Linked DNA regions of Anas platyrhynchos: all the other regions are linked to region 1. The links are chromatin contacts, called in public Hi-C maps. All regions are on one chromosome and are shown on one strand. Each heading gives the region's core, a stretch centred on a gene start, on an enhancer-like site or on the middle of the called end of the contact. The rest is flanking DNA. Distances are from core to core; before and after follow the strand shown.

The links. Hi-C and Micro-C count contacts between places; a contact is called where the count stands out from the background.
Region 2: a Hi-C map of small yellow follicle shows a contact between it and region 1, with 5 times the contacts expected there. The contact joins two enhancer-like sites. A contact is called at or near these places in 6 of 8 Hi-C or Micro-C datasets (F5 follicle, liver, skeletal muscle and 2 more).
Region 3: a Hi-C map of F5 follicle shows a contact between it and region 1, with 4 times the contacts expected there. The contact joins two enhancer-like sites. A contact is called at or near these places in 6 of 8 Hi-C or Micro-C datasets (F1 follicle, F5 follicle, liver and 3 more).
Region 4: a contact with region 1 is called in a Hi-C map of skeletal muscle, with 2.7 times the contacts expected there. The contact joins two enhancer-like sites. A contact is called at or near these places in 4 of 8 Hi-C or Micro-C datasets (F1 follicle, skeletal muscle and subcutaneous adipose tissue).

The regions. Positions count from the first base shown.
Region 1 is chr2:124,882,502-124,889,731 of IASCAAS_PekinDuck_T2T, reverse strand. It overlaps SNX10 (sorting nexin 10), which reads left to right. Exons shown (of 7, transcript XM_027450965.3): 5 at 261-359. Among named protein-coding and RNA genes, the nearest start is that of SNX10, 29 kb to the left of the region's middle. Within about 2 kb of position 3,996, at least 5 of the 8 cell types and tissues checked have an H3K27ac peak or open chromatin away from gene starts, as enhancers often do. A contact at or near this core is called in F1 follicle and subcutaneous adipose tissue, where this site is marked.
Region 2 is chr2:124,721,289-124,728,518 of IASCAAS_PekinDuck_T2T, reverse strand. It overlaps SKAP2 (src kinase associated phosphoprotein 2), which reads right to left. Exons shown (of 13, transcript XM_027450966.3): 12 at 6,366-6,467; 13 at 3,439-5,926. The coding sequence ends at 6,375. Among named protein-coding and RNA genes, the nearest start is that of SKAP2, 120 kb to the right of the region's middle. Within about 2 kb of position 4,233, at least 1 of the 8 cell types and tissues checked has an H3K27ac peak or open chromatin away from gene starts, as enhancers often do.
Region 3 is chr2:125,046,430-125,053,659 of IASCAAS_PekinDuck_T2T, reverse strand. No RefSeq gene overlaps it. Among named protein-coding and RNA genes, the nearest start is that of CBX3, 110 kb to the right of the region's middle. Within about 2 kb of position 4,094, at least 1 of the 8 cell types and tissues checked has an H3K27ac peak or open chromatin away from gene starts, as enhancers often do.
Region 4 is chr2:125,027,121-125,034,350 of IASCAAS_PekinDuck_T2T, reverse strand. No RefSeq gene overlaps it. Among named protein-coding and RNA genes, the nearest start is that of CBX3, 87 kb to the right of the region's middle. Within about 2 kb of position 2,915, at least 7 of the 8 cell types and tissues checked have an H3K27ac peak or open chromatin away from gene starts, as enhancers often do. A contact at or near this core is called in F1 follicle and subcutaneous adipose tissue, where this site is marked.

The DNA.
Region 1 (7,230 bases), core at 2,747-5,246:
TTCTCCAAGGGCTGTAAATGACCTAGCCAGGCATGCCTGCAGGCCTAACAACTGGACCAGAAAAATCTGAGTTATTTTTCCTTTCAAGTTGTGTCAGAAGCCCCCCATTTTCTTAACTGTGCATTCTCAAATTCAGTTTCCTGAGCTTCTGGAACATGGCTCATGAATTTCAAATGCTTGGGGTTGGCATTTTCTTGCAGCATTTTTCTCCGCTGTTTCGGTTTTGGTTTTAACTGTGTGTTTGCTTGTTGTTTATAAAGACAGTTACCCGAACTGCCATCTAAAACTCCCTTTTTCAATATGAACAATCCGCATCACGTGGACCATCGTCGGCAGGGTCTGCAAGAATTCCTGGAAAAGTAAGTACAGCTTATCGCAGAGACGTTGGCATTTTTATGATGTCATCAATTTTCCGATTGAACATAACTCATCTCCGGTGCGTGAGAGCCACCTTGTGGTCGTCTAGATAGGCAACTCATTTGGTTTTATTTTTTGCTCTATTTGCACAAAGTCATATTTCACATACATGCCTTCAGCTCTGCCGGTTGCACGGAAGCCTCAACTTGGTCTTTTCTATTGTGTTTCATTGACTGATTAAAATTAATAGCTTTGGATTTATATTGAATTGTGATTCAGAACTAAGGTTGAAAGGTCTTTCATAGTGATGTCTATTTATAGCTTCCAAGAAAGAGCTAGATGTTCTTATAAAAGAAATAGACTTCTTTCCATCTGGATATTCATGGAAAATGAACACCTCTTTAATGAACCTTGTGGGCTAAAACACTGGGGGCTTGGGTAAGTTTTACAGTGAGATCTCCTAACACGTACACTTCTTATAATTCCAATTACCGTGTTTACCAGTCCCACTGACATAAACAAGCTCTAGCAGCTGTGATATTTTCACTACAGCTGCAGTCTGTATAAGATCATTCATCTGTGTGGTTATGTAAAGAGGTAGTGTAAAGGAGCAGTGCAGTCTTAGCTAGCCTCTGACTTGAGTTAGAAGGAGGCACAGTGTTAGTTTTAGTACTGCAATGCTGTAACCCCTTTATCACATGCAGTGGCAGAGACCTTGTCGGTGTAATCTTCTGCTTTCTCTGCCATTCTCTTAATATCCTGCCACTGCTGCTATGAGTGCAGATCTGTTCAGAGTTGCTACAGCAGGAACTGTGAGCGAGTTTTGAGGTTGCTTTAGCCACTGTTTGGGTTAAGGGCATGGTAAAACAGAACAGAGATATTCGTCTTCTTTTATTATCAGTGTTTCCATGAATCAGAACTGCGTAAGCAAAGGAAAAAATAATCATTTAAGTAGGTTTTAGGCCTTGTGGTCGGGGGGCAGGGGGAATACTGGACCACTGTTTTTCCACTCAGTATATTATAATTACAGGTTTCCCTAACAGATGATAAATGATTGATCCTAAGGCATGCATGTTAGGCTAAATAACTGAAGGCAGGAGGAGCTAGCCATTGTGGGAGCTGCAGGAATATTTGTGTGTACAGTTATATATGGGATCTGTGCCAAAGGGATGGTCACTACATGCTGGTTGAGGACTTACAAGATGGGGAAAGGAAAGCAGAAAAGGATTAGTGTTTAATTCTTCACCTCACAAGAGAAAGACAGTGAACTAGTGATGGTGCTTCCAGGGGAGAGAGCACTAATGGCCAGTCAGACCACAGGTAGTTCATGTCCCTGTGTCTGAGCAATTTTTAGCGGTGCTTACACAGCCTTAGGTGTGCTGCCCCACGGAGCAGCACGTTTTCAAAATCACTCATATATTAAAATAGTGAAGAGGCTCATCTGTTAACACGGGACAATACTGCAGCATCAGAAATATTTACAGCTGCTGTCAGTGCTTCAGAAGACAAGACACAGAGGTAGATTCTCTAAAAACAGATCATCACTCTCCAATTTTGTGGATGTCTGTGTCTTAAATGGGTACTGACAGGAGAAAATGACAGCGCGTTGAGCATGTTACCTTACTGCTCTTAGTCCAGGAGTGAGAAAAGAGGCATCTCTGTCGTAAGGGGATGATTTAAATGTTTGAACTTGGATGCCATTTGGAAAGGTGTCGGCTTTTCTCTCAGCCCGGGGGAATAGTTGGAAGGAATTTTCAGAGATACAGTTGTGTTGTGATGAATTGGCTTGGCAAATTATGTGCCGTACCATTGCCCTCTGCTGGCTGGCATGTCTGATGTACTGCTATTTATAGAAGGCATCTTTTTAGTGGCTGAACTAGGCTGCCATGATGCTTTTTTTTTTTTTTTTTTTTTAATAAGTCTGAACCAAAGGTTGTGATTTCTTTCTCTTGTGGAACTCATTGATGAGCACATTGTCTTTAAATCTTGCATGTGATCACTGCTGATTTTGGACTTGCTCCAGCTAATACTGCTGACACCATCCCACTTCTTCTGCCTTTACATATTGGCAGTTTATATAGAGAGTGTATATATATAGCTTATGCAAAGGCAGAAGAAAAAAGAAGTGTATATAAAAACATAAAGACAGACTTGATTTTACATGAAGTCCGGGTATGGATGCTACAAGTTCTCTGGTGTGGCAGCGACAGGGGAAGGCAGGACCTCCCTGGTATATTGGGAAGGGAGTAGGAAAGGAGCCAGAACACAGTTGCATTGCTCAGAACCACAAAACTGAGTGCCTCATTCCCCCCAGCAGTGGCAGCAGTCATCGTGCACAAGCTCACAGCCTTCGCTGATATTTCTTTGTGACAGAGGGAAGGAATTGGATCCTAACCTATGTGTATCTGTCAAGGTGATACAGGAACCCAAGCTATATTCAGTACGCTGTGAGAGCATCAGGATCCGAGCCATACCTGACAATGGAGTTCAGATTTTAAACCCTTTCTGTTCCTGCCCGTTGCTCAGTGTGAGAAGGTTGCTGCAGCCTCTGCCAGGACGGTAGCCACATGCCAGAAGTGTCAGTTCCTGTCTTTTATCCTGGGAACACCTTCACATCACCTGTATGTAGGCAGCTATAGAGTCCTCTTGTCCTCCTTCACAGAACTAGGTAGCACGCTGAGGCACTTAGAATGGGCCTTTTTGTAGCTTCTTCATGCTGAGCATGCCGACAGCTGGAAACTAAACCAAAGCCTTAGAGTTTGGTGAAGCCTGGAAGTGGGTTTTGAGTTTTGGTTTGGCTTTACCACACAAATACAGGGTTGGACCTGCTTGTCTTATAGGTTATTATCTCTGAATGATGAAGAGCTGTAAGGCTTACTTCTTGTCTGGGCATAATTTAATATTTCAAAAACCCATTTGCATTAACGGAAGCCAGCCAGCCCATTTTCAATTATGAATTACTTTGTAAGAATAAGGAAAATGATGTGTGTTTTTTCTGGTAGGTATCCTCATGGATTTGAGGATAGATTCACTGGAAAAGCTTATTCTTAAACTGGAGGTCAAAATTAAAACTACCTTATAATGCTGGGTTCTGTAAGATCTTGTTTGCTTTCAGCCCTGTTTAGCTGCACAGGTTTAACTTTGGGATTTAGATTTCCTGCAGTCCCACAAGCAGAAGCTGGTGTAAGTGTTGAGAAGTCCCCATGGGGACAGGCAGATGTGGAAAGTGGGAGACTGGCTCCGAGGAGGATGGATCCCAGCCTGCCAGGGCCTCAGAGGCTCCTTCGTCAGCGCAGAACAGGTGGCAGCACTGGTGGCCGTGGGGCAGGTAGGATTTCCTCCAGTGGATGGTGGCCACCTCTTTCCAGTGGAGCTGTTCCGAGCAAAACCTTGAAACTATTTCCTCTCTGGCGAGGGCAGCAAATCCATTGAAGTGAATAATGCTTTGCAGGCATGTGTCGGTTAATTCCTAAATGTATTCATTATCAGATCCTAAACAGTTGCTTCACAGTTGCTTGCTATCAGTAACATTTCCTCTGTTATAAAAAATGAATGAGGAGACACAGTAGGCTTTTTAAAAGGAGGAAATGAAGCTTTGTTTACTGCGGAGCCCTGCGCTCGCTGCGAGAGGCTGAGCGGATGTTCAATAGAGGGCACCACAGCCCAGGCTGTGATCTGCTGTCTCTCAAGTTTTATTTTCCCCTTTCCCTCGTGATATGATGTAAATGGGCAGAGTAAATTTGTTGAAAACAAAATCGGAGTGTTAACCTTCCACACACATACAAGTGTGCATCTGTCATTGTATTAGGTTACAGTAGATACAGGAAATCTTTAGTTAGGATTAAGTTGTACTGTTCGGCCATATGTTGCTCTCCTCCAGCAGAGCAGTGTATAATATACCTAATAAAATCATGTTGAAGAAAACCAGATTTTGGACCCCGTCCAAATAAGACAAAGCACATGTTTTGTCTTTTGTAAATGCTCTGCTGTAACATGGGGAAGGAGAAATGCTCCTCGTGTACTGCCCGGCGTTTCCTCAAAAATGACGTTATTTCTTCGGGTCGGAAAGTCGCCTTTTCTGCCCTTCTTCTTTAAAGGTCTAGAGATCACGGGCGTTTACTGAAAGCTTACAAACAGAGATCCGCATGGCCACGAATAAAAAATGATTTTATTATCTGTAATTCAAACGTAGAGCCTTATCCTGCAGCCCCCTTAATCACATAAGCAGTCATTATGCATGTGAGCAATCTGGCAGAGAGGAGTGAGATCTCTGACAAGTAATGACTACTGATGTGATGAAGACTTGCAGGATTTAGCCTTGCATTCTTATTCTAGGCATGCATAGAAAGTCTGCTGTTCCCTTGAACGCGGCCAGGCAGCTTGTAGGAGTTAGCAGAGGGAGCCGTGACTCCTGCAGCAGCACGGCTGCGGGGAGAAGCGATGCCACTCGCTGCAACTGCGGCTCGGCACTGACACCCGCTGCAGTAAAACTCCTCGAGAAGCACTCTGCTACTGGTTGAGTTCACACCACACACGTGTATCCGAGTAGTAACATCAGGGCATTCAGCCTTTTCTCCTGCCTTCCTCATTTTGAAGGCCTTGGAGCCAAACCTGCTTTTCCCACCAGCTCCCACAACGTGTCCCTGGGACAGCAAAGGCCCTGAAGGGCGGCTGCTGTACCAGCACTTAATGCCACCACAGCATCTGGTGACAAACGTGTGGTCGTTTCCTTGCAACGGGAGCATTTCCAACAGGAAAATGTAACCCTTACGGATAGCACAGCATTTATTTTTCATGTTGATCGCTTGAAGGATGCAATTAAAAAGCGATCCAACCTGTTGGTTCAGGTGAGGGGGGGGAGCAGAAGTTATGTTTTAATTAAAAGAAGGAAGAAACGTTTCAAGGGTATGTGACTGGGTGAAAGGTGTGGGTATATTTGCTTGCAGGAGGGCTTTAAATGCGTTGCAGAATGCTTTGTGTGTTTGGTATCCTCCAGCCCGCCCCCAAAACGCGCATGTGGGATTAGCCTTGTGCACATTGAATTTCATCCCCTCGGTTTCCCTTCACTCTTTCCACCTCCAGATGGCACTGTGAAGCAGAGAAGAAAATGACTGTGAAATAATGAGTCCAATGTAAAGTAAAATTGGAAATTGAATTATAGCTGCAGAAAAAGGACGGTAGCCTTGAGGTCCTGATCAGTCTGTACTCTTATCACTTTTGTTTGCTGTTCCCTGTGTTAGGTTACCGCTGAGTTAATAACAGGGCTTTAGCAGTTCAAGGCTTAGCAGAATTGTACTGGACATGAAATAAAGCTAAAATGAATTTGTGTCCAATATCATTGACATTAGTGCTCATTACTTCTCTGGTGTAATGCCTCAAACCATCTAAAATCAATTTTAAAGATTACCCATTATTTTATAAAGAAAATAAAATACGTTTCAAGCAGCAACAAAGCTGTAAGTGTGGTGTAATCTCATGAGCAGTTAGTTACTTGTGTTTTCGCTGGTTGGCAGGAAACTTTTGAAGGTAGAGGAAGAGGAAAATCTGTGAAACTGAATGCCATGGGCAGAATTTAATATCTTGGCTTTTGCTGTGTTACTTTGTATTAGACACGCAAATGTTAGAATTGCAGCAATGTGCATCCCCTCACTGTGCTCCCAAGCCTGGGAAAACTGGTAACTCATAGTTACTCCAGAGTAAGCTCCAAGATGTTATTTTTTTATACTTTTTTTTTCTTTTTTTTTTTAAGAGGAGGAAGAGAGGGAGGAGAAAATTTACTCCTGCAAGAGCATAAACTATAAGCATGGATTTATTGTGTGGGATGGTTATTTTGTCTTTTACTTTTTGTCGCAATGTTTGTCGTCTTTGGGAATTTATGTTTATCAAGAGTCAAGGCTGAGATCCTCTTTTAGTGGCCAGTGAATGATGACTTTCCAAACTATTCATGAGGCTGTTGCTGTCAAGGTGTGTAGACTTGTAAATTCTGTGCTTTGGATCATTTTTACTTAGCGTTTGGTTGCTTCTTTGACTGCTAAGAAGCTTTTCAGTGTATTTAAACACTGCATGCATTGATTTCATGGAGGTATACTCTATTTGCTATATTTATTTTAAAGTAAAATTGCGAGACTTTATATAGGATTAAAAAGACTATGGGGGTATGAAAATGTGTTTGAGTTTTAGCAAAATCTGGTCCTTCTGAGACTGAATTTTACATGCACCTGGTAGATCATTAGACTCATTGGAAGATAACAAAGTTTGAATTATTTGGCTGGGAGTGTGTGTGTGTTTTCCTAGGCAAATGTGAGTACAGAAATATCCTACGTTTTCAGTTAGCTATCTCTTATTATTTATTTTGATTTGACAGAATTTTATAGGCTTAGATAAAGTCAGACATTTTTTAGTATATTAATTAAATGTTGTTGTAATGTTGGCTACTTTAGAGCCCGGATTTCAGAATGTATTTGTATTTTAAAATGTTACAGTCCAAGCACTTCATTAATCTCTTTTGATAGAAGGAACTAATCAGTTATACATTTCATTTTAGTTGGAGTACCTATCAAATGCACAATTTCTTACTGCTTTTACTACTTCTTGCATTAATGTCATTTCTTGTTTCCTCTTGCATGGTGTGATGACTTTTTTTGGGTAACTACTTGTAACCTAAGTGGGTAGAAATAGGTAAATAATGACTCTAATAGTTATGGTTTGCTTAAAGATATTTAAGTAATTTTCATGGAGAATTATTTGGCACGGTTATAGGCTCTGATGACTTTTAGTCATACGAATAAAAAAAAATTACGTGTACACGTAAGCAAAAAGTCACTTGTTATATAATCTGGGACATATGTATTGAAGAATTCCTTCGGTAGATAA
Region 2 (7,230 bases), core at 2,984-5,483, 160 kb after region 1:
AGTAAGAAGCTGAATGGCTGCAGAACCCCTTCTCAATCTAGAGGTGAGTAGGTACCCACATTACCTATAATGTGCCTCAACGCACAAAACAATGAATGGACAGGAACCTGGTTAGTTTATAGGCTTTCAAAAACAACTCTCATATATGATAATTTGGATTACCTTTTTGTTGTTCTTGTTGTTGTTACATAATGGAAATTTAGACACATAGATTACTTCCCCCTTCATTTTAGCCTGGCACATTGAAACTAAGTCTGACATTAGCTTAAAATATGAGGGAAAAAGGAGATGCTGAAAAAGAAAAGGAAAAAGAGAAAGAAAGAGAAAGAGAGAGAGAGAAAAAAAAAAGAAAGAGAAAGAGAAAAAAGAAAAAGAAAAGGAAAAGGAAAAAGAAAAAGAAAAAGAAAAAGAAAAAGAAAAAGAAAAAGAAAAAGAAAAAGAAAAAGAAAAAGAAAAAGAAAAAGAAAAAGAAAAAGAAAAAGAAAAAAAAAAAAGAAAAAAAAAAGAGAAAACAAAAGAGAAAAAGAAAAAAAGCCCAGAGTGTTTTATTGGTAGAGGCAAACAAAAAATAGTGTCATAAAGACATAGAGTGTTTGTTACTAGGCACCTGACATAATACATTTATAAAACTATCACAGTGGATATAGAACTATCAAGTTCCTAAACAAGAACCTTTAAACAAATAGATTTTTTTTAAAGCTTAAAAAAACACCCTCCTTCCCATACATAAATGTGCACTTAGGCCTGGCTGCTTTTGATTTAACTATAAGGAAAGAATGACAGCCCTCACAGAACAGAGCGGCAGAGAAGGAAGGAGGTCCCTCCGCTTCCCTGATGCCACACAACTGTTCACAGATTTCATCTTTTCCCTTTCCAAACTGAAATAAGTCTCAGAGGCTGAAGACTGCCACCGAATAAACTGCATTGCCCACGCCTGTCAGACTGTCTGCGCGCTGCTCTTCGCATGCTGACCCTATTAGATTTGACTATTAAAAAGCAGCATTGGGCCATGTCAGCTCTTGGGTGGGAGACTGCAAAGGCACACTTCTGCGCTGCTGGCGTTTGAAAGATTGATAATGATCCTGGGTAATACTTTTCCCTTTAACCCAAGTGGTTCTGTACGGGGGTCAGCTGTGTGGTGCTGCACACCCCGTCTCATAGCACAAGGTATAAAAACTGAAATCCCAATTGCTTGTGGCCATTGAAAATCCCATGGCAATATTTATAAGTATACAAGCAATTACAGCAGATGAAGTAGCCAGACTGGTTATTCTCTTCTGCCAACATAAATCCTCCCGCAGTAACTGAATGTACGAGTTTTTTTTTTCATCTCACAGCATAAACTTTAAAGTATTGCTGTAAAATGCTCATTAGGCATCAAAAATCTTTATAAAGTAACACTTGCTTCATAGCAGAGGATGAGAGAAAGTTTGTTCTACAGGTTGTGAGACACTGAGACTACTCCAGGATAAAAGCTCAAACCCACCAGTTTGCTATAGAAAAAAATATTGGACATAGTTTAAATTGCATTTAAAAAACATCTGTCTCCACCAGCAGCTCTTCTCAGACTGACTACACTGCAGTGCTTTATTCTCTCACACGTTGCTACAAGAGGACACTGGATTTTTAGTGGTTTTCCTGTTAATTAAGACTTGCTCCTTCCCAAAGGGTGAAAAGAAGCTGGCATTTCCAATTTTAAAATTGACTTGTGTTGGTATACCTTTCAGGTGCAGTGGTTATTCTTCTACTTTGCTTTGGATCCAGCTCCCTGTGGATTTATCTTCATGGGGTGTTGACTACGAATTCCACACAGCACAAACAGAATTGCCTAGATCCTATTACAAAATCATTCCTAAACAAATCCATAAAAGGCTACAACACAATGATTTACAGCTTATCATTACATGTTGTGGTTTACAATGTAAAGGGGGGGGGAAAAGAAATATATACTCCTTGGCACAACTCAGTTGGCTTAGAAAAGGAGCATCTCTTTGACCTGCCCATCCAGTAATCATCTTGGCCTCCCTTTCCTTCTTCCCGTAGCAAGGAGAGACTGGCCAAGTCACAGTTTCATTCCAGGAGCATGAAATACTGCACTTATAACTCAGCTTAAACCCTTTAATTTAAATCTGTGGTTTGAAGTTGGTTGCTGTTGACCCCTCACAAAATAACATGGGCTGTAGGGTGGGAAATGCACTCTGAAACAGAGATGTAGATTTGGCAGAGCGCTCTTCACTGAGCTCAATGACAGTGTTTTTCCAAATAAAGATGGAATGAAACAGACATCTGTCTGAGAGATGTCAGCCCCAGAGAAACCCTGGTAAGTGAAGGTTTTACAGTTTATCAGTACATTGTGCTATGTAAAGTGGAAAGTTGTTTACAAGGTTTCTATGCATACACTTATTCCCCCAGTTTCCATATTAATAAATTTTTCATCAACTTGAGGGAAGGAGATGAGAGAAACATCAAATGGCTCATGCAGCTGAAGTGTACGCCTTTGTCATCTACCTGGGTACTTTCATCCCATGTTTTAATATTTTACAGCTTTCCTACAGATCCCAGTGAGCTTTATCAAACCAGGATTCTCATTTACACCCACAACTTCATTTTTCTTTACCTGTAATAGAAAAAAATGAATTTCCATCTTTTCGCTACAGAAAATTCAGTGCATCTCTTTTATTTAGTTCAGGTTATGGAAATAATTGCGTCCTTTTAAGAAAGAGGACAAAGTATTTCGCAAAAGACATTTTGAAAACTGTAGGGCCTGGTTTTGAGCTACTGTTTGGGGAGCCTGATCCTAGAGAAACTGAATTCAACAGTTCTTCAGTTCCAGCAGTTTTTGGATCAGGTTCTAAAGGGTTATTCTTTATCCTCCTCCTAATTCTGCATCGCTCGCAAACTGCAAAGCAAAAACAAACAAAGTTCATGCATCTGGCTTTAAATATAGAATGGGATCTTAATTAGTATTCACATTCAGCTTAATTCCAGTCAACAAAAGTTTTTATCATGAAGAGGGGAGAATAAAAGTAAGCTGATGCACATCAACTGATCTCGCTGATGGAAGAGCTGGTGCATACACTACTACTGGAACATGTAATTGGTGGCAGTACGTACAAAGAGGTAAATCCTAACTAGGTGCTGGTCAAATATGTGAACCAGTTATCTGTATGTAGAAGTACATGAAAAAGTACCGGAGTGGCGTGGTTATATCTGGGCGCCTCTGCTATAAAAAGCATTTGTATTACCCTTACTTCTCTGAATAAATTCAAATGACAGCCCCATTTCATTTCTTCATTCAGTCTGGAGGCCAGATGGCATTAGAATCATTTACTTCACCTTGTTGTGCTTAATTACTACAATCAACACACTATTTTCCAAATTAATCATAACAAAGTAATTTCATTAGTAACACAGCAGGCTGTTGAATTATTAGCATCATAACAGTTTGCAAACAATTAAACTTTATTTGAACCTTAAAAATTTGCAGAGTAGAACATTATTGTAAGATCTAATGGCAGTATAGTACAAATTCAGAACAGAGCAAATAATCAAGTAAAACGCTGTACAAAATATGACTCACAACCACCTTTTTAAAAAATTAGCTGCCTGGCTGTTCACAGAAAGGCGAGCGCAACCTAAGCAAACAATGAAAATGAAGCGATTAGCATTTTCTAACACCGAGATTTGTTTAAGTAGCACCAGCGAAGGTTTTCTTAGCCAAAAAAGGTTACGGCGGCTGCACGGATTTAAAGCAAACAACCCGCCCGCGCTCCACCGCTGCTTTATTCGAGACACTCGCGGTGACTTTCCGAGCAGCTTTCTGTTAGGTCTCGGGTTTTAAGGCAGCTCGTTTACCTCCCCCCCCCCATGCCCGAGAAGGGGGGCAGAACCCCCGAGCCGCTCCGCAGACAAAAGGCACTTTATTCCTCCCGCTGCCGCCAGCCGGGAGGAGGGAGCTCGGCGGGCCGGGTGCCCATCCGTTGGCGAAGGACTCCCTCTCCTGGAAAAAAGGCAAAAAGCGGCGGCGGGGACGAGGGGAGGGGGAAGGGGGCCGGGGCCGAGCCGGGCTCCTCCCGGTGCCGGCGAAAAGTTGCTGCCACCTGCCGCCGCGGGCGCGCAGCGCAGGGATGCGCAGGGATGCGCAGGGATGCGCGGGGATGCGCGGCGCAGGGATGCGCGCAGCAGCCGCCCCCTCTCCCAGCCCCTTTTTGCCTTTTCCAAGCACACCTGCCCACGGACCGCGTTCGCCTCGGCCGATGAAGGAGGGTTCACCCCCAAAAGCTAGGCGGTGCGGGAATTTGGGGCGCCGGGAAAAGGAAAAGCAGCTCGGGGCGCAGAGGTGTGGGGTGTTAACGAGGGAGAAGGGGGTTTATGGCTGTGGCATTAAGGCCTTACCTTCTGTGCACAAGCCCCAAGTAGACTTGATAAAGTAGCACGAGAGCTGAAGACTCTAATCTATCCTTTGAATGCGTCACTGATAACGTCCAGAATAAATCGCAATGAGTATCTCTTTTTTAAAAATATATACCAAAACTCTGTACCTTCGTTGATTCCTGTTAGGATCCAGTGTACTAGGAAGTACCAGAAATGACCTAAAACAAGCACAGCACCTGAGCTTATTAAAAGGACCTAGCCCTGAGTTTAGGCTAACGTTACCCTTTAACCCACAGTGTTCCCAGGGCCTGCCTGAAGCATAAACAGCACAAGCAGCTACAGGGGGACCTGCACAGGCTCAGCAAGCCTCAGACTGGCCTGACCTGCCTCCTTGGCAGATTAAGGGGCCCACAAATCAAGTCTGGGGGAGGATTCAAAAAAAGCTGATCTTCCATGCTACTAGTCGAACACATCTCCAAAAGGAGAGGTTTAATTAACTCTACCTTGTCCAACTCCTTGTTCACAAGTGAAAATATTTATCTACTTTTTTTTTTTAATGTTTCAACTGATGCTCATAGCCACAAAGTCCTGACACTAAGAATGCAGGCACAGCCCTTTTTAACTCAGAGCTGAAGATGTCTGTTGAACAACTTGCATCAGAAATTCCACACAACAGGGTATGCAGATTTTACTCTGTGGAAAGTACAAGCAAGGTAGAGATAAAAAAAATAGCATTTCACCACCCACAAAATCACTCATCTACTTTTTATCTCATGTTGGCTTACCAAAAACTGTTGTCTTTAATACATTATCTTTGCCAAATTTTCACAAAATTCATACCTCCAAGTCACAATGCTATCAGCACAGTATTACCCCACGTAGACAGATTTACATCAGCAAAAGAGCCAAGCCTTCATTTTGTAGTACCGTAACAGTCATTAACATTAACAAAGCTAAATATAGAAAAAAATAAATCATTGGCTGAAACTGAAACAAAACAAAACCAAAAAACAACCAAACAAAAAACACACTTGGAAGCAGAATACTTTGAAGACTTAAAATAGTACACAGAAATTTCCTTTGATTTTCATAAAAACTGCAAAAAAATGTACAGTGAACTACTACATGAAACAGTTAATTCATGTACGAACTGTGCAATAGTTTTCTACTTTTGAAGTCCAGCTTAATTTTTTTAAATCTGAGTAACAGGTAAACACAGCCAAACTCCCTGAAAGAACACAAATGTATAGCAATACAGAGTGCTGCTATTATGCTTAAGAAAAGAGCAACAGGCACTATTTGACTGCTTGTGCTCCATATGTGAATTACCATGGATTTCATTTCCTAGCATTACAATTCTATAAAAAGTGACTAAGAAGAACATTTCCGTGGAATTATAATCAATTACAGTTTTTAATGTTTAATATATACGAGGCAATGATCTGACTACGTTTGCTGAAACCACAAAATGTGTACGGCACAATCTTCTTCCAGAGGTCGGGTCTGTAAACTGCAGCTGTACACCACTCTTGATTTCAAGTGCAGATTTCGCCTGATTAGGGAAAGGGAAGTTGAAAGCATATCATTAACAAAAAAACTAAAACACACGTATAAAACTCAGTCCAAATACTTATCCCCTTCCACAGATTTCTGCACAGATACGTACATATTACTGAAGTAGCAAAACTAACTAGAAAGCACACCAACTTTGTTTCACCCAATATACATATACATACATATAGATACATATACATACATATACATACATATCTGGAAGAGAACTGTAGTTATAAAATACATCATCTTTTGTACACTGTGGTTTAATATTTCATACAGAATCCCAGAAGTGCTTTAATTGAACCTTCAATATATTTTGCCATAATCTTTATGTTAACAGGACTCTACAAAGGTTCCAGGAAAGAAATACTTATGAAACAGAGAACAAGGGAACATATAAGCCATTACAGAAGATTGGATTAAAATGTACTTACCCAGGCCTCTCAAATATCATACATCTCCATTATGTAGGCTTTAGGCACCAAGCCAATGGTTCCCTTCATTTCTCCTACCCACCAGCCAAATCTATTGTACTCCTAATTGAAAACAATATGCAATATTAACCTTTAGTCTGATATAAATGCAATAGAGTTTTGTATGCAACTCCTTATGGATGCTCTCTCTTATATACAGTTGTTATCATTTCAACTGAAAATTAAAACATTATATCTTTTTGTTAGAGGCATTCACAGACAGAGTTAGGCAAGGATAGAAGTTAAATTTTAAAAAGGCCTGGCATGCTCAAGAAAATTTCTTAATCATGGCCACAATTCTCTACAACACATACTAAAAATAGCTGACCTCTCCATCCTGTATTTGTCACATATATAAAAATCTCGTCTTTGTAACTGATATCTAATATCATGATGTTGACATACAGGAATCAGCTGGGATTCTTTCAGCATCGCAAGACTAAACTCTAAGAAACTTACAGACAACTTATTTTAAATAATAATTTCCCCAATTGTGAAGGGAATACTATAGATCTAATACACAATCTCTTTCTATGGACGAAGTCTACTATTGCTTTAGGCCCACAGAAAATTCTACAGCAGATCTCATATGTCTGACAGATGACTAATGTACTTTTGTTTGAAATTTGTTTAGGCTTAGTGAGATAAATATGAAACAAAATGAATTATAATAGTTTAAAGAAATAATATCTTCCAAAGCAATACCAAGTAAGAGTATTGTGGGATCCAAATTTAATTTTTTTCCTATGAGGTAAATATTTTAAGATCAATCCTAACAGCAGTTCAATAAATTGTAACAGCTGAAATTGCACACACACATATATTG
Region 3 (7,230 bases), core at 2,845-5,344, 160 kb before region 1:
TGTCTCAGCACTTGATAAAATGTAACCTGAATTCTGAACTTCCTGTGGCTTATTAGTTGAGCTTGTGTTTATAGAGAAAATTGATTTCTCAGCACAGTAGCATTTATTTTTCCACATCTCTTGTCTTCTCTGGGCAGGAAAGTTTGAGATTTTCAAGACAGGCTTGAGAATAGAAAGTGCAGAGGTGCAAACCAAATAATTCTCTTTTTGTTTGTAATATATATATATATATAAACACAAGGAAAAAGAAGAACATTATCTGACCAAATATAATTCAAGAGCCGGAATGGCTTTTTCTTCATTTCTTTGTTTTGCTTTTGATAATTACGCCGCATCCCTATAATATATTCTACACTAAATTATTTATATGCACTTTCAACCCCAGCCCCTGAGTCACATTGTAGTTTCTGATTAGCAATAATAAACATACTTCCTTCTTTAACATGTCCCTTGAGAAGTGGCAAAATAAAAATATTTATCACCGCCTTTGCTGTCTCTAAGCTTTGCCCTAGCTGTGGTTGTTGAATCCCAATTTTTTCCCCTTTTTTCTTGTTCAGGCACAGAGTATGGAGCCAGCTAAGCTCAGACAGGGATGTGGGGCTTGTTGTGGAGGGACACCTGTGATGCTCCAGGTGTGGGGCTGCCCTGGGGCTCTGCCGGGCCTGCGGATGTCTGGGCACAGGGTGTAATGCAAAAGGGAATGTGGTGTTCAGAGCTCACAGGTTTTGGAGGAAGGAGGTTTCCTCCCATAACTTTTGGGAAATGGGGTCAGTGAGAGGTAATAAAATACGTGTCTGTAGGTCATGTCATTTTTAGAGTCCTGTCTGAAACTTTTACAATTGCTCAAATTTGTCAGTACAGATGGCCAGTTTAAATACTGCTTTCTAAACCAGGTTCCCAAAAGGAGCTGTTTTTTAGTGTTCCCCATTTAGGATCTCCAACCTGAGCTGCATGGACAAGCCCAAGCGCTCTGGCAGCCAGAAGGGACAACCAAAACTTTTTTTTTTGTATGTTTTGTTTTGTTTTGTTTCCACAGCCTTTCATTTTGACTTGCTAAGCCACTTCAGAGGCAAGGAGTGCTTCAGACCTTTAGCACACTCAGGGCTTTATTAACTGCTGTGGCTGGGGTATGTTGGTCTGTGTCCAAACCCCCTCGGAGATGAAGCCATCTATCCATAGATCCTCACTCAGCAGGAGCAATATTTACTTTTTTTTTATTCCTTACTCAATGCACACAGCATTGTGTATTATACGAGCAGCACGAACAGTAGATAAATCTAGGTTCTGCTCTTGACACACGATGGTGTTGCTAATAAAAGAAAAACACTTCAGACAACTTTTGTATAAATCATGGTTAGTTTAGTAGAAGATTAAACAATACTTTGGTCCCTCGGGATATTCATGAACAGATGAAACATTAACCACCGGCTCTTAAATGTTTTATAAATCTGCAGTACACCCTTGCAATGCAGAAATAAATAAATAAATACATAAGAAAACATGATTTATAAGGCAGCAGGCCATGGAGGGGCAGGTACCTTGGCAGAGACCGGGCTGTATGCTAGGTAGGGCTGGCGCATTTCACTTACCAAAATCTGGCATGGTCTCAGATGAGATGGGATTGTGCAGTGAGGGATGTTTTGTACAGTAAGCGTGTCATTTATTTGCCTGTGTGGAAGAGCTGCCCCTCTGACCTTGCAGGAACCAGGCTGCAGACCAGCACTGGGTGCAGTGACAACCCAAGGGCACTCCCCGTAGCCTTTTGATGCAGACGTGATAGGGAGCATCCCTTTTATTATGTAGGTGCATGGGGTCGGTCCCTTTCCATCCCCACCACCCGGACCACTCAAGCAGCGCACGGGACCTCCCTGCGCGCCCCCACGGCGAGCTGCGCTGCGGGCCAGCTCTCACCTTTCCGCTTCCCACCCCAAAAAAAAAACCTCAAGCTGGACACAGCCCGGGGTGGGCTTTGCCCCCCTTGGCTGCCGGGGGCGCGGGTGGGCGCTGCGCGGGCGCGCAGGGCGGTGGGCGGGCGGCAGGGGGCGCTGCGCGACCGCGCAACGCCCGGCGCAAACCCTGCGCCTGCCCCCGCCCCGCGCGGCTGCTCCGTGTCTGCCCCCCTCGCGTTACCCCTTGGTAATTAGGCAGTAATTAGCGGTAAGTAAGTACTGCGCGTCCCTGGCCGCGCCCGGGTCCAGCTCTGCGCATCCCGAGCTTTAGAGGTGGGCACGCACGGAGCTCGCTCTGGAGGGGTCGTGTTCCTGTTGCTGCGCCTTTTCCTGATTTAAAAAGTAAAAGCTGCTCTGGTAAAAGTCCGCCTGACCCAGCTGTGCGTGAACATGTCGAGAAAAATGTATGGGCCTGAGCCAGCGGCTTCAGCAGTGCCTGGGCCAAATGGTATCTGTGCAAATCCAAAAGGAGAAATGCAAATTAAATGTGCATTTCCCAAAACCAGTCCCAGATTGAAACAGTCCCAGATTGCTACAATTTAAAAGGCTGAGGTCTGAGCCTTAGGAACACAGACCGTGTGCTGTAATTGCACAGAGCCTTTTTATTTTAGCCAGCAACACGAGCAAAATAAATAAGTAGATAAATAAGAACTGCTTTTAAAAGCGAATGTTTGTGTGTGCATTCCTTAGCTTGCCGTGGTCTTCCTAAGATGCCTCTTTTGGACTTTGGGAAATCAGACCAATCGTACTCACCATGTGCTGTCACTTTTACATTGTTTAAGTCTGGCCAGTTATAAACTGAGAGTAATTTAAAATTAATTAACCATCATGGCCTGGCTGTCCATTTCTGTTCCATACCCTCTGATACTGATCCTTGTGCTTCTGAGAGTTAAATAACTTTATTCCCGCACTGCTGGCTGACGGATAACAGCCCGTGTGTTTTGTTTCCACAATGCAGTATTGTTCGGGAACATAACAATGTAGTGATACTGTCAGGTTAGAGCACTAGCAGCTTATTATCTCATCAGGCAATCATCTCAAGTTTGGCCCAGAATATTTGTGAGCTGTTGTTCTTTTCATAAAGGCACAAATTAATTTGAAACCCGAATCTTTCTAGGGCACGGAGCAAAGCCTGCCCTTAGGTATGGGCAGGCAAGCAGTGACAGGCAGGCAGCGATGCTATGCCAGGTTTACTCCAATATAAAGTGAAGCTTTGGCTTCGTAAAGAAACCTTTTAAAATGCCATATTTTCCGTGTGCTGTGCAGCTGTCAGAGACCTAGTCGTTGTGTTGGTAATGCGACAGCTAAAGAAAAGTGGCTCATTCTGTGTTTTAGGGCTTACCCCTATCAGCAGATGCTGAGGGAGGAGCCCAGAAGCTCAAATCAGAGCCCAGGAAACACTTTTGCTTTACCTTTAATCTAAAACTGAATTTCTTATTCTGATACAGAAAGAAATGCTTGTGCAATGACATATGCTCACATAAATAGGTATTCAGGCTAGCACACTGAGGAACTGGCACCTTATCCGAGCTGCAGTCTCTCATTTCTCTCCAGCTGCCCTAGCAGTCCCTTTTCCCCATGGATCCAGCCAGCAGGACCAGGGAGCAATGCCCAAGAGCTGTTTTACACCCTGGGCAGTGACAGGGCTGCCCATCCTGATAGCCAAAAGGACACGTTTCCCGTGCTCCAGGATTTCTTGCAGCCAGAGCCCATTTCCCTGCCTGCACGGTGAGGGTTTGAGGCCAGGCTTTCTCCTGTTCAAGTTGAGAAATCTGCACAGTGACCCTGAAAAATGCAAAATAAACAGAAAAATACGACCATCATTTGGTTTTGTGCTGATAAATTCCTCAAGCCAGGACTGGAACTGCCCCAGCCACAGGACGTGCCACTGAAGTGCAGCAAGCCGAGCACTAACCCTGCATCACTTGGCACTGGGCTGAGCGAGGCTTTGCTCCTGCCCGTCACTGAAGTAATGAATGGGGAATGGCTACATGGTGGCAGCGCGGCCAGCATCTGTCAGAGCTCCCCGCCCGCCTGCCCGACAGCCCAGAGAGCAGCCCATCGAGAAACTTAATAAATAAACCTTTGGAGCTCCCACCCCTCGCCTCCTGCCAAACCTGGGGCTTGGCGTGCTTCAGGCGCAGTGCAGGAGTGTTTTTGTGATGCCTCAGCCTTGAGAGTGCAGCCAAACTCTCCCTGCTCCTGTGTGTCTGTTCAGAGCATCTCCATCACCTCTGGCTGCTGTCAGGCCTGTTCACACGTGGAAAATCTCCATCAACAGGTCTCTTCTGTCCTGCATCTCTCCCAAGGAGCTGGAGATCTGGTGTTAGCAGGTCAGAGGAGGTTTGTGGCCAGGGAGGGGCACAACACGTTGGCTCCTGGGGACTGGCATTGTTCATCCGACTTGTGTTACATGTGATTCAGAAATGTGAGGATTCAGAGCATCTGAATGCCCTTTGCTTGTGAAAAAAAAAAAAAAAAAATACAATGCCTCAGGTGGCTGTGATGAGCATAGAAGTCCTGCCCTGTTAAACAATTCCCTTCACTCCGTTCCTTGCAAAACCATTTCATACGGACCGACTGCGTGGTTACCCTGCACTGGGTATATATATATGCCCTCGGGGCACCATTTGAGACATTTCGTACAATAAAGAGGGCAGCACCCTAACAGATGATTCCCACCTCCACAGATAGGAAAGGCTTCTCTGTCACAGGCTGGGAGAGAACATTAAGCCTAATTCAGTGACCTCCCGGATTTCCTCCTGCTGTGAGAGCAGTGTTGAGAAAATCTGTTCTGGGACTTCAGTGAATTTATTTCCCAATAGACTCCTGACAGAATCTGGAATAATCAAGAATAATCTGTTCCTGCACCCATATCATCACTTTCTTGCACCCACCAGTGTGAACCCAGCACACCATGTCTGCTGGGGCAGTCTGGGTACTCTTTTTTATTTATTTTATTTTATTTTATTTTATTTTATTTTATTTTATTTTATTTTATTTTATTTTATTTTATTTTATTTTATTTTATTTTATTTTATTTTATTTTATTTTATTTTATTTTATTTTATTTATGTGTGTATGCAGGCTGCTGGCCTGCTAGGGACTACATCATAACCAGGCCAATTCTTTTCACAGAAGTAGTTAAAGAGCCTGGTGATCAAGCAGTGATGGGTCCAACCCCAATGTGCTTTCATCTCTATCAGCTTCCATTACTGTTTTCTGAAATATACACCATGATTGATATATTTTCTCTCAAAAATAACATTTTAGCTATAGGAAGAGGGCCCACAAGGTGGCTCAGGTGGAAAAGAAATGCAGGGTTTTGATCCCTGGCTAGTAAATGTAGGACAGTGTGATAAGAAAGTACTGCTCTGGAACAACTGCTTGAGACTGTCCAAAAAGACCTGCTGATTTGACTCCAGCTAACGATGGTGAGGTGCAGAACACCAAATCACTGCCTGGTGGGCTGAGGAGACCTTGTCTCACACCCATTCCAGAGACCAAGGGCTGAGACACAACAGCCTGTACATGCAAAGAAAAGTCATAGAATCATGGAGTGGTTTGGGTTGGAAGGGACCTTAAAGACCATCCAGTTCCAACCCCCTGCCATGGGCAGGTACACCTTCCTCCGGACCAGGTTGCCCAAAGCCCCATCCAGCCTGGCCTTGAGCACCTCCAGGGATGGGGCATCCACAGCTTCTCTGGGTAGCCTGTTCCAGTGCCTCACCACCCTCAGAGTAAAAAATTTCTTCTAAATATCCAAACTAAATCTACCCTTTTTTAGTTTAAAACCATTACTCCTTGTCCTATCATTACACTCCCTGACAAAGAGTCCCTCCCCTTGTATCCTTGTGATCCAGATCCAGAGACATCTGAGGGCACTGCCCTTCTGACTCATCCACAAGTACCATCTCCAAAGAGCAAATGTAAGGCTTGGGTAAGACTGTGAAGAGCAGACATCCTTCAGCACTTTCTTCTGAGTCAGTCAAGGAAGTTTCTGTTAAGCCAAATCCCTTCCGAAGCCTGTAAAGTCATTTGTTTTATACCAAAAAGATATTTATGAACTGAGAAGCATGGTATCTGTGCAGCTAACAAAATGCTCATGACAATAATTATCTTGCAGCTTATAATGTATGATTATCCACAGGGTATTGTTTTTGCTTTCTGAGTGGATAATAGGGCATTTAACAGTTGAATGATGAGTGGAGAACCGTATGTAAGCCTAATAATTCAGTACTTCTAGGTATTCATTTAGTCCTCCTTGTATCATCTGAATATTCACACAAAACACAAGCAAAATAAACCTACACATAACCCCCAATCAAGCGAGCAGATATGTCACAATTTCTTCTCAGAAAGAACTAGTTTCTGTGAAGATGGTTTTCCACGTGCAAATGTGAAATTCAGAAAATGACAGTGCAAATAGCACAAAAGTTATTTCTTTATCCACTCCATTGCAGTTTTCAAGGAGTAACAAGTAACCAAAACAACATGCACAGTATTAGGGCTAGGTTTGAATTGCCTGACCAGGGCAGCTTAGGAGAGCAGCAGTTACTTGATATTTTTGCTTCGTGTTTCCGTAAAACAGTTGCCCAGCAGATTGCTATCCTCTTTGCAAAAATGTGAGTTGGAAGGTAACCGGAGGGGTGGTTTGGTAGCGTGAGGCTGGTTCTTAGCTAGCAAAGACTGACACTTTTGCTCACTTTTTTTCTGCCAGTCTTCCTATAGTTGGAAGTGACAAATTTCTTTTGAAGCAGAATAACAATTCTTGCTGAAGTGAAATAGCAATTTCTCAAATCTGCTGAAAAAAGAACCACAATCACATTAAGTCTCAAAGTTTAGAGAATAATTTCCAGTGCTGTATTTTGGAAATAGAAGCTTTTTTAGAACACCATTTTTGCTAAAGGGAAGCAAACACCTGGGCCCGTTGTGCTTGCCCTACTCGGCACTTACCACTGAAAAAGCCAACATCAGAACCAGTCAGTTTTTTCAAATCTGAAGAGAAAACACTGGCAAGGCTGCCTCGGTGGGATACATCACCTCCACAGGTCTGCAGCCATGTCTGTTACTGGTTTGGCCTCATAACTTTGCACACTGACTTGCTTTAGGACCCCATTGCTAGTTCTGAATTTTATAATCATGCTGTTTAGCAAAGCTAGTTGCAAAAGCTGGAGAATCACACTATAAAACATCAGTGCTTTAGGACCCACTTCAAACTGAAGTCCTAGGCCAAATGTATTAGATAAGATTAACTAATTTTGCCTAACTTGTAGGCAGT
Region 4 (7,230 bases), core at 1,666-4,165, 150 kb before region 1:
ACTACTCTTAAAGGTTAGTCAAAACTCACCTCCCACTCAGGAACCCAGTCACGGCTGCACGCCTCACGACCTTTCACAAGCCTCACGCAACAAGAGCTGGCATACAAAACCCACGCGTGCCACACGACACAGCGCTTTTGGTGCATGTTTCTGAATGGCCAACGCATTTCAATGCAAGAACAAAGCACAAGATCTGAAGCGTGGAGCTCTTCTTTTAGCCCTACCTTAGGGTCACATGATGGCCTGTATCAAAGAAGTGCCACCAAAAGGTCACTATTCCAGTACAACTTGTAGGACAGGAGGCACCGCATGTCACAGGCACGTGGCAAGGAGAAGCCAAGGGCCACCAGAAGGCCAAGCTTTACTCACCTCACCTTTGCAGGTACTCGGCTTGACCACCATGGAAATAAACCAGGCAGAAAACTGTCTCCGGCTGAAACATGAGAAAGCAGATGAACTCTTCCTTCCCACCACAGCTGGATTCAGATTTGCTATCTGCTGCCACATCCAGACCAGTGAAAAAGACTTCAGTAGCTGGCTCCTCTATTCCGGGCCAAAGTTACACTGTACTAAGCTAAAATCCAAACATGCTACGCTCACCCTGAAAGAGCAAGCATATGCTCAATTCTGTGGGTTCTTTTAACTATAAGAATCTGGAGTTTTAACCACTAAATTTGAGTATCTAAGAGAACTATTTAAGGTCCACAGCCCTCCAAAAGGCTATTCAGTAGTCCAAAGATCGGTAGCTGTAATTTGCATTATATAGCCTATTAAGCAGCAGCCACCCCTAAATTAAATATAGTGGTACTGCAGCCGCAACAATGCAAGGTGTTTCCCTATAACCGCACTGATTAAACAGACACCAGGCTTCCAAGTCCTTTTTAGCAGACGTCACACTGCACAACGTAAAGTGGCAGGCAATTGGCCAAAAATGGTTAGCAAAAAGGATTCCTTAGACCTCCAGTATCCAAATATAGCCCTGGCTGGTCACATGGGCTGCCATACAGTAAGTGCTCCTCACTTTACCTACCCTCTGATTAAGCAGTTTGAGCTAAAAAGCATGTACTTAGAATAGCATTTCAGCTTCCAGCCCAGCTCTATGAAGTGTATAATCTTGCTGTACCTTCCACATTCAGATTGGCAGGAAAGAAAAGTTGGTTTAGGTTTCTCATGAGCCCAAAGGGGATGATTAGCTACAGAAAACCAACAGAATATGAGATCCCTGATGTTTATGTATATACACATAGACAAGCACACACATATACGTGCATATATATATACACATATAAAAGCAGTGCATCTCTAACTTACCACAGAACACAGTGCAAAAGAATGCAGAACATGCTGTAAAAGCCTCACTCACTGACAAACTCCATAGTACATACTGATTTTTAATATTAAAAAAAAAAAAGCCATACCTTACTTTACCTAACCTTTAGCAATTCCTGCCTTCACGTTATGCTCATTATGTCGAGAGCCCATTGGTTGATTACGTCCTCACAAGAGCTCCGTGGCTGCTTACACGTCAAGAGGCCGTGCAAAGTTTCTGAAGAGAGATGGGCCTCCATTGTGCTGCTGCCAGACTCCAACTTCAACTGAAGTGGAAGGAAGCTGATCGTGGCCTGTCCCTTCTCAGCCCTCAAAGCCCCTGTCCACGTTGATTATAATGCAGGCATCAAGTAAGTTTATAAGACTTTGCAAGTGTATTAATAAATGCCATTCTCACTCGCCCTTCCAAAGCGCCCCCTCCCAAACAGCGAGGCTCAAGTATCACGGTACTGACTTACAGCAAATCACACTGTTTTTGGAGAGGTTCAGAGGCTTGGATTTAGGTAGTAGCTATTACCTGACCCATGTTGGGGTTTTTAAGGTTCCTAAAGAGGAAAAAAAGCTCAGTGCCACCAAGCAAAGCCACAGCATTCACACAGCCAACTTAAACGCATTGAAGTTAGAGCAGGGCATTATGTCAGCGCTTTTTGCTAGGCGCACGGAGCCTTCCCTCCAGCTCCAGCGCTGGGTTCAGGTGCTGCTGTTGCACCCTCACAGCTCAGCACACCGAGGCGCGGCGCACAGCACCTCCACACACCCCCCACGCCACGTCGAGCCGGCCTGGCCTCGCTCCGACACCCCCCGGCCACCCTGAGGCAGCTCTCCTTTCCCCCCCAGACACAACCCAAGACAACTTCGTGGCGTGAGGCCGGCGGGGCGCCTCACAGAGCCTTTATTCCGAGCTGGGGTGGGTGCGGGTGCGGGTGCCGGGCTGTGCGGTGCTCCCACCTCTGCTGGCCGCTCCGCCGGGCCTGCCGTGACGTGTCCAGCTGGGGGGGCAGCAGCGGCAGCAGCAGCCCCCGGAGACAAAGTTCTGTAGTGCACTGACTGCTATCGTAACCAGAGTCGGAGTGTCACAGAACTTTGCTTCAGGAGACCAGACCCGCCTCGCGGCTCGCCTGCGGGGAGAAGGGGCGACAAGAGGCGAGGGGTTAGCGACACGGCCGGGGAGGCACCGCGGCAACGGCCCCGAGCCCCCTGAGCCCCCCGAGCCTCCCTCACCCCTCATCCCCCCCCCCCCCCCTCCTCCTCCTCCTCCTTCTCCTCCTCCGCCGCCGCCGTTACCGCAGCGCTTCCCTCAGCCCCGCCGCCGAGCGCAACAGGTCCGCCCCCCTCCGCCCGGCTGAGCCGAGCCCAGCCGAGCCGAGCCGAGCCCAGCCGGGCCGGTCCCGTCCCGTCCCGTCCCGTGCGGGTGCCCGCGCCCCGCGCCGCCCCGCGCGGCCCCGCGCCGCCCCGCTCCATCTTGACTTTTGCCGACGTGGAAATTTTGGGTTCGGGGACGAGCCGCGCTCTTATTGGCCAGCGCCGGGAGGGGTCGGAGGTCACGGCTGCTGTCGCCGCTCCGCGCCAAAGCCGCCCGGCGAAGGCGGTGCCGCCCCGCCTCCCCCCGCACCCCTCCCCGCCGGGCGGGGCCGCGCCGCTCCTGAAGGGAGGGGAGGGGGGAGAGCCGCGCGCGTGCCCGCGGATCTCGTCAGGGAGATGGGGGTGGTCGGCACCGTGGGCACCGTGGGGATGGGGACGGAGCTCGGGCAAAGTTGGAGCAGGGGAGAAGATGGAGAGCGCCGGGGGAGTGTGGGTCCTGCCCGAAACCCGCGGGGTGTGGGAAAGGTGGAAGGTCCTGCCTCAGCCTGACGCCAAGTGTGGAGGGTCCTGCTTCACCCTGCCCTAATCCCAAAATGTGAAAGGTCCTCCTCCACCCTGCCCAAATCTCAAAATGCGGAACGTCCTGCTTCACCCTGCCCTAAACCCAAAATTTGAAAAGTCTTCCTTCACCCTGCCCTAACCCAAAATTCAAAAAGTCCTTCTTCATCCTGTCCTAACTCAAAATACAAAAAGTCCTCCTTCACCCTGCCCTAACCCAAAATGTGAAAAGTCCTGTCACTCTGCTCTAAACCCCAGTGTCAAAGGTCCTCCTTCACCCTGCCCTAATCCAAAATACAAAAAAGTCCTCCTTCACCCTGTCCTAAACCCAAAATACAAAAAAGTCCTCCTTCACCCTGTCCTAACCCAAAATATGGACGCCCCTGCTTCGAAACACCCTCTCCTCTCCCTCTCGAGTCTGACAGGAAAGCTCAGGTGGATTGGTTTTCTGAAGCAGATGATTCCTTCTCTCTTCATTTTATTTTATTTTCTCTGAGATTTCTTCTCTCTTCTCTCTTTTTTTTTTTTTTTTTTTTAATTTTCTCCAAGAGTTTGCTGCTTCTGGCACCTTGCTCTCTCGCTTCCCGCAGCTATTAAGAAGGATTTCAAAGTTCGCCTTAGCACAAAGTTGGCTAAATAAATACGCGCTGAAAAATAGTAATCCCTGCCGCCATTCATCTCCGTTTACACCAAATTAAATTAATTAAACATAAAACCTGCCCTATCGATCAGCTCGCCCGCCAGGCTTGGGCAAAGCTGCTGATGCAGTCAGCGGTGGGGATAACCCACCTGCACCCAGCTTTGCGGCCGTGTAGGCCTTGGCTATAAAAATGCCCCCGCGTGTGTCAAGGCATCAGAGCAGCCCCAGAGGGACACTGACACACGGCTACGTGGCCGTGAGGTGTTGGGATGGGGAGCCAGGGCCCTGCCCCGTAACAGGATCACCGCTCCCCACACACACTCCCTTGTATCATCTTTGTCTAAGCAGGACCCCAGTGATGCTGGTGAAGCCAAGCCTTAGCTGGCATGTCGGTGTCTGAAAGGGAAATAACATGAAAAACATTTTTTTTGTTGACATTTATATTTTTTCCAATGTAACATTTGGGGAGGGAGAATCCCAGAAGGATCTCTTACCTTTAAATACTTATTTTTTTCCTCCTCTTCTTCAGCTCCTTTGTCTGCAGAAGCAGAAATCGCAAGTCCTCTGTGAGCCTTCCCGAGGTGTTTGCAAAGCGTGTTCCTCCCCGTCCACACCTTCATCATGCCGTTTGCTCTCCAGCCCTGTCCCAGTCATTTTGCCACAGGTATATTATTTCCTACCTTCCCATTCCCCATCTATCCCTGGTCCCTAAGCGTGCAACCCCTGTGCTAGGCCATGGCGTTGGACTCAGCTATGCTGTTGCCACTGCCATGTGTAGGGGAATATTGATTTTACAGTGTGTATGCTCTGTAAAAAATCAATATCTCAGTAGATTGAGCAGAGCGTGCATCAGTGTAATGGAGCCCAGCCTGCTAATGTAACATGCAGGGGTCCTCATTCAGAGATTGAGGTCAGTCAGAAAATGGAAATGTGTTTTCTTATTTTATTGTCTGTTTCAGATTTAATGTAGGTGTTTATGTTCTAGTGTTTAACCTACAGCAGGGCATAGAGTTGCTTTAAAGTCATATCCAACAGAATGTCACACATTTCATGCAACATACATAAAAAAAAAAATACGCCTCAGGCGTACAGCCCATCTTTTAGAGCTTAATAAACACCCTCTTCCACTTACCCACCCTATGTCCATTAAACAACGGTTGTGAGGAAAAATCAGTAATTTTTGTTTCTTCAAAACAGAAATAATTTTCTGTCATTGGGTGCAGACTTGGGTTCTGGGTATGTAATAAAAGACATGCAGTGCTTTTAACAAACCCTGATATAAAGGCATGTATTAATGAATATCGTAACCGGGTATAAGTGAAAAGAGTGAAGGAGGAGAAATAACAAACATATAGCACAAAACCAGAGGAAAAACCCACACCGATTTTAATGGACCTGGGATGTTAGCCAGAATGTTCTCCATGATACATTATCCGCTTTTTAAACCGTTGCATCATGCCTCAAAATTTAGCAAAAGTGCTTCTTGAAATGGCACGTGAAACCACTGCATTCTCAGGCTGAGAGTCAGGGTTAGTGTAAGCACACTGTTGTTGCACATCTCTGTAGAGGCTTGACACAGCTTCATCATTACTTAATAGTTCTATCCTCTGTCTTTGTCGGAGGCTATTGCTCACCTAGCAAATACTCTCACTGCAGCAGTGAATGCAGATCTGTGCAGTGTGCACAGGACTGAGTACCACGTTTGTGAATGGTACAATGTTTAGCACTGAAAAATGTGCAGTCAGAGATGCTGGGGGGACCCACATGTTCAGTAAATAGATGAAGGTGTTTGTTGGTCCGTCATCCTCTTCGTTAATTGGAGACTTTCGTTTGGCAGTCATAACTGGGGAGGTTTGCAGGACTGGAGTAGTAATGTCTGCTTCCAGTTGCAGCTCTGGTTTAAGACACAGCCAATGTAAAAGGCTTCCAAATGTAAAATATTGTTACGTATAGGGGCTTCCTATACCAGAATTTCTCAAGTGTCAGTTGATTTTCTGCAGTCACTGACCACTGATTTCTAGTATGTTTATCTATCTCCCTATAACGAAGAAATTTTCATTGTTTTCAAGCATTCAGGCTTTTTTTCCTTACAGAAAACTGTAAATTTCAACTTTTTTTTTTTTTTTTAAGTTCAAGAAATCGAAAGGAATGGTAGTAATGGTAGTATTACCAGCTTCTGGGAACCTATGTAGTTACCACTCTTAGGAGCATACCTCAAGATATGTCCTGATGTCTTTCAGGTATAGATTAAAAATAATGCAATACCATAGAATGTACAATATATAGGCTATGATATAATTTTATTTAATTCTAGAATGTTTCCACATACAACTTTGATAAACTACAATAAAAATGTAATTCCAATTTAAATGATAAGGTAAAACTTATAGCTGAAGATTAAGAAATAATACTTAGGGCTGAATTTTACCTTAAAAATCCATCTTCTTTGGCTGCATCCTTCCAACCAGGAAGATTCAGGAAGGTGGTTAACACACAAGTCAGGCAAAAGCACGTAATACAAAGAACCAAGCTGTGACATTTTTGTGAAGTAAGTATAAACAATATTTCACAGAATGTCAGCTTTAACTTAAAAGGTGGGAAAGGTTTATAATACAATTTGCTTTTATGAAGAGAGGACTCCATCTTCCAAGGGTCCTTCTCTGCCAGTTATGAAATAGCAATTTGTGCTCTTTTTTTTTTTTTTTTTCATTTTAAAACAATTAGTATATTATAAGAATTACTATTTAAATGTAATTTGAAACCAGAGGTATGCAGGATGGAAAATTAATTGTCTCATTAGCAGAAGCACTTTTTTGGTATTCATGCCAATAAGTAAAGGCTCGGTCATAAACATCAATCAATATTATAGAACGTTTTAGAACAAAAGTAAACAATTTATATTATGACAATTTGTAGCGCTACTTATTGATAAAAGAAAAATGATACATATAAACTCAGTAGCATATCACTGTAATTCTTAGTTATTATCTGGGATTGTTTGCTCTTGATTAAATATGATTTGTGTTGTATCTATGTAATTCTGAACTTCTTTATTATAATAAATGTACATTAAAACTGCATTATAATATCCTAATTGTGAAATTGCTGTTGAGTAGATTACGATTATGAGCACTGTAATGTAGTATTTTACCCAAATGCTATGTGTCCTAGTGCTTAAATTCCCTTGCATCTTAGAACCATAAAACTATTTGATAAAGTAAGTAAATAATGATAGATTGTGCAGGCATTTCTGTGATAGGTCAGAAAAAAGAATCCAGGTTTCCTGAGTTCTCCCTCTCTCTCTAAAAATAAAGTTCCTATCTCTTTCTGTCATCATAGAGATAAGTGATTGATCTAAATATGATTTTGATAGCATCTGAACACCACAAAATAAAGCAAGA